Linked DNA regions of Sus scrofa: region 2 is linked to region 1. A link is a contact called in public HiChIP or PLAC-seq data. All regions are on one chromosome and are shown on one strand. Each heading gives the region's core, a stretch centred on a gene start, on an enhancer-like site or on the middle of the called end of the contact. The rest is flanking DNA. Distances are from core to core; before and after follow the strand shown.

Region 1 (2,700 bases), core at 201-2,700:
TTTTCTCTGCATTCTCCTGTCTGGTTTTTACGGGTTGAATGCGCATACTCTGCAGAGGGGGTGTACAGAAGTAGCCATTGGAAGCCTCCCTGTTTCCAGTATCTCTGTCCCCATCCTTTCAGAGGTGACAGGGGACCCTGCCTTAATTTGGAACAAGAGGGAAAAGATTTTTTTTTTTTTTTTTGTCTTTCTGTCTTTTCTAGGGCCGCACCTGCGGCATGTGGAGGTTCCCAGGCTAGGGGTCTAATCGGAGCTGTAGCCACCAGCCTACACCACAGCCTCAGCAACGCCAGATCCGAGCCGCGTCTGTAACCTACACCACAGCTCACAGCAATGCCAGATCCTTAACCCACTGAGCGAGGCCAGGGATCAAACCCGCAACCTCATGGTTCCTAGTCAGATTCATTAACCACTGAGCCATGATGGGAACTCTGGGAAATGACTTTTTGAATCAATCTATTCAGACTATGTTTCCAGGGTAGAGAACACCCAGTCACCCAGGAAAGAGCAACTGCTAAGAACTCCTCTCTCTTTGGGGAAGCCTGGTATTGTCTTTCCAGGACTGTTTGCTCTGGAGCGGGGCAGCTCCTGCTCTCACAGGCCCGGCTCCGGGCCAAACTCTCTGCGGCGCCAGAGCTGCCCGCTGAGCCACCCTGCTCCATCCCGGTGCCCTTCAAGGGCAGCTCGCAGTCTCAGAGGTAAGAGTTTGTGTTTGGAGGGTTGTGACCACGGAAAGGAAAGACTGGGTCAATTTCCAGATGTCCGGAACGCTGAGACTTGAACAGCTTCTCCTGTCTCATCCCCTCCCCTTTCTTCAGAGTTGGCCACAATGCCAGGAAATGGGGACAACTACTTGCGCTTCCTGTCCTAGAAAACCTAGGGACAGGTGAGGGGCAGGTGCGGGATTAATGTCAGCGCCCCGAGGTAGGGGTGTGGAAGAGGCAGGCGGGTGGGCACCTGAGCAAGCCTGGGCGTAGCCCCAGTCTCTGGGAGCTGAACAGATGCAGGGCAGATGGGGGGAGCTGCAGATGAGGCAAGGAAGAACTGAGGCAGGTGGGGGTGGTGGGGGGCCCGGGGGACCGCTGCCTTGCATTCTGCAGATGAGGCCACTGTGGTTCAGAGAAGCCAGGTGCCTCTCCCAAGGTCACACAGTCCAGTGGCAGAGCTAAGACCTTGAGGCGCTGCCCATGCTGCCCCAGGCAGACAAATTCATGGTGGGCGAGTTTGTGGCCCCCTGGAGGGAGCAGGGGCAGTGGGAGTGCCAGAGGTGACCAGGACATTTTAGTGTTTGCCTGGAAGGGACAGAGGCAGGGAGAGAAGAAAGAGGTCCTTGCAGAGTTCATCAGCTTCTACAATTGCTCAGAATGACTCACTTGACAAAACCAGTGCCTTCTACAGACTGGCCACCCTGACCAGGGCTGAGTCAGTGGGGCTGGCCGCCGCCGCACCGAGCCTGTGGCCGTGGCCAAAGCAAACGCGTAGCTTTGTGGTCATGGCCTTCTGACAGACATGTGACATATGGGGAAGCCATGGGGAGCCATCCCGGCTCAGAACTGGGGGAGGAGGAGAAAGGCAAAGAGGCAGCAGGAGAGGCGGGCGGAGGTGTGTGTGTCACCACTTGCTGTGGGCCCTCTTCTGGGGTGACCCCCCAGCCTCTTCCTCTTGCTTCCTGAGGCCGGGGGTGGGTGGTGGTGGTTGCTGGGGTGGGCCTGTGTTTTGGTCAGATTGTCGAGGTGGTGAGAAGCGAGTATGGTGTCTTAGACTTCTCCTGTCTCAAAGATTTGCCAGCCCACAAATCTCATGGGTTCCTGGGTCTGCTGCTTGCTGTGTGCTTGTTGTAACTTGGAGGGTATGAGGTGGCCGTGGTTTGGGTTGTCTTTTGTTCCAGACATGATCTTCTGTTAGGAAGAGCCAGTGGTGGCCATGTCTAAACTGTGGCATCCAATATGTACTGACTAGTAATATTAAAGTTGTCATGTTGAACAACCGTGTCTATTTTGAATTAATTCTGCATTCAAAGATGGAGCAAAGAGCTGATTTATAAATTTAATAGTATAAATTTAACACTAGCATCTGAGACAGAGATCAAGTGTGGACTAGGGCTGGAGTTGAGGGGAATTGCTTACTGAGAATAAGATAGACAAATGAGTTTATGAGCTAAAAACCAGGACAAATTCAGTTGTCAAACAGGAGAGTAAGACTTTGGTTGGATAAATTATGGCATATTAATACAATAAAACATGATGACATTAAAAATGACTATATGTATGTCTAGAATATCGTAAAATATTCACACCATTAGAGGCCAAAGCAGATTATAAAATAGTACAATTGCATTTTTGGTTAAAACATGCATACATAAGAAAAAAAATCTGGAAAAATATAACTTAGAATATGAATAAATCATCTCTGGGAGAAGGGACATGTGTAACTTATTCTCTAATTTGTTGTGTTAATTTTTTTCCTAAAATATATATGGATTTCTCGAGTACCTAAAGAAAATGGAAGACCGTAGGCATCTTTTTATACAAAAGAGAACCTATGGCAGAGGGAAACCGCACCGGTTCTAAAACAGGAAAGAACTGATTCTGAATTCCAGCTTCCTGCTACTGAGGTGGCCTTGGCACTTGGGCCTTCTGTGTCTTAGCCTGACTGAGGTGGGCTCACAGCAAGGCCTGGCAAGACAGGCTGTCATCTGGA
Region 2 (2,700 bases), core at 59-2,558, 260 kb before region 1:
AGTGACAAGGCAAGCTGATCTTGTCTGGTCCCTGGGAACCCCTGCTCTGGCTATGTGCTCAACCATCCTCCTGGGTCTCTGCAGAAGACAATGACTCCCCTGGGTGATCCTGGCAACTCACCACTGGTACTCCTTTCCCCAGGGCTGAGCATCACTTAAGAAAGCCGGATAATGACTTGGTGGTTCTACATTTCAGCTTAGGACTCAAGGAGGCTCAGGACTCAGTGAGCGTCCTTTTACTTTCTTTGTGCAGCTCCTTTCTTTCCCATGGAGTCTATTTCAAAACTTGAAAACTTGCCTCAAATCTCTTGCCCATTCATGAACATTTCAATCTCAGGAGATGATTCCTGAATTAATAAGACAAACAGAAGCTGTGAAAAATGAATTTGTGTAGTTCCCGTCGTGCGCAGTGGAGATGAATCTGACTAGGAACCATGAGGTTGCAGGTTCAATCCCTGGCCTTGCTCAGTGGGTTAAGGATCTGGCAATGCTGTGAGCTGTGGTGTAGGCTGGCAGCTGTAGCTCTGATTAGAGCCCTAGCCCGGGAACCTCCATGTGCCATGGGTGTGGCCCTAAAAAGCAAAAAAAAAAAAAAAAAAAAAAAAAAAAAAAGAATTTGCCTAACTTTGTCATCTCTCTGTATCCCAACCTATAGACTGATTGATTGCCATTTTCACCAGCCTTTCTTTGGTTTCAAAAAACAGGTGTCACTCTTCCCATCAAGCCTCAGCTCGATGCTGTTCCCTCCCAGCTGGCATTACTCTCCTATGCTGTCATCCCCTCCCACTCTGGCTCCTGTCTTTCTCTAAAGTAATGCACATCACCCTCACATGCTAAACAAAAAACTGCTCCTCTCTCCTCCATGCGAGTTCTCCTCCAGAGTTCCCCTCCATCTCTCTTCATTTCGTAATCAAATTTCTCAGAGTCTGAAATCCAGACCTTCTGCCTCCACTTCCTCAACATCCATTGGCTTTCTCTCCCCTCTGTGATTTAGCTTTTCCCCTCAGCTCCTGAAACTGGAAAGGTTAACAAAGACCAAGGGCAATGAATGCTCTTCACTCCCCCGCTACCAGTTCTGTCTGTGACATGTGGTCCTATTGCTCCTTCCCTTCTGGAAACTCTTCTGTCTTGATTTTTACTTTTTCTTTCCAAAGAGTCTTCATGTGTTTTCTCCAGTGGCTTCTCTTTTGCTATCTCCCTTTATTATTTTTAAACATGTTTATCCCTTAACATGTGTTTTACAAGGATAAATGATATTTCCAAAGAATCATTTCTCTGGGTTCCTCTCACTCTGCGACTGGGCTGGACCATGTGACTTGCTTTGGCCAGTGGAGCATCAGCAAACGCCAAGTCAGCAGAGGCTTGATAAGGGCTTGTATCTTGCGGCTTTGCCTTCTTGAAACACCGCTCAGAAACTTCCAGGTCTTTGGGGTGATTAAGATGAAGGACCAAGTGGAGAGAAAAGAGAGATAAAAATACACACACAGAGACACAGACAGAAACACAGACACAGAATGTTAACTAGCCCAACTCGAGCTAACCCATCAGATGAATAATACATTTTAGTTTTAAGCACCAAGTTCTGGGTTGGGTTGATACACACTAATACAGAACTGAGAAAACTTGGTATTTTAAAGATTCCTTTTGCCAGCCTACTTTCCTCTCACATTGCATGTTTTTCCAAGCATCCATTTCAGTGCATTTAAGTGTATTCATACCTCGCAATTCTTACACCTGTGTTTCTAGACCAGATCAGTCTTAGTTCTCATCCCTTACTTACTGGGCGTCCCCATTTGATGCTCCACAGACCGCTTCTAATTCCCACACCAAAGGTTCGTCCACAAGCTTCTCCCCACTTACTCCTTACCTTGCATAACATGCAAGCACTTGCCAGTCACTCCAGGAGGGGACTTAGCCTGAATCTTCCTTCACTCCTTCCCTTCCATTCTCTATGGACCATCAGTCATTCCCCAAGTCTTGTCAAACATGTTGTCTCAATCTCTCGCACATTTATTCTTTATCTCCAGCACTTGGAATGCTGCCCTGGTCAAGGACTTCACCTTACTGAGCCTTTTCTTTTTTCTTTTATCCGTGGCGTATGGACGTTCCTAGGTAAGGAACTGAGTCCCAGCTGGAGCCCCAGCCTAAACCGCAGCTGTGGCAAAGCCAGATCCTTTAAGCCACTGTGCCAGTGGGATCGAGCCTGGAGCTCTGCAGCAACTTGAGCCACTGTTGTTGGAGTCTTCATCCACTGCACCACAGTGGGGCCTCCCTTGTTGTATTTTGACGGTCACCAGTGTCCACTCACTGTCTCCTGGCTCTGAGGTTTGGTCCGCACAGCCAACACATCCATATTTGTCCTGATCACTATCCTGCTGACAGTTCTTTGGTGGCTCATCACCTATGGAATAAGTGAAAGATTTTTTAATATGCTGCTAAAGCCCTTCTGACCTGGCCCTACTTATATTGCCATGCTCATTTCCCACCCTTTCCCTGTGTCTGCTTTGCTCCTAGCCAGATGACTTGCAGGGCGACACCAGCCATCTGCCCCCTGGATACCTCAGACGGTTTTCCCGCCTGGCATACCTCCCCACCCCTGCCATCTGCAGAGTCCTTGAAGACTCAGATGAAATGTCACATCCCCTGTGAAGCCTCCCCTGTCTGTCTGGGCACAGGCAAAATTAGGCGTCTCTTCAGAGC

The links. HiChIP or PLAC-seq counts read pairs in DNA pulled down with a chosen protein or histone mark.
Region 2: a contact with region 1 is called in an H3K27ac HiChIP or PLAC-seq map of alveolar macrophages. The contact joins two enhancer-like sites. A contact is called at or near these places in 1 of 47 Hi-C or Micro-C datasets (embryonic fibroblasts) and 1 of 2 datasets of contacts at active chromatin or transcription factors (alveolar macrophages).

Annotation. Positions count from the first base shown.
Region 1 is chr4:72,503,246-72,505,945 of Sscrofa11.1, reverse strand. No RefSeq gene overlaps it. Among named protein-coding and RNA genes, the nearest start is that of CLVS1, 250 kb to the right of the region's middle. Within about 2 kb of position 1,450, at least 13 of the 83 cell types and tissues checked have an H3K27ac peak or open chromatin away from gene starts, as enhancers often do. A contact at or near this core is called in alveolar macrophages, where this site is marked.
Region 2 is chr4:72,760,564-72,763,263 of Sscrofa11.1, reverse strand. No RefSeq gene overlaps it. Among named protein-coding and RNA genes, the nearest start is that of CHD7, 7.5 kb to the right of the region's middle. Within about 2 kb of position 1,308, at least 1 of the 83 cell types and tissues checked has an H3K27ac peak or open chromatin away from gene starts, as enhancers often do. A contact at or near this core is called in alveolar macrophages, where this site is marked.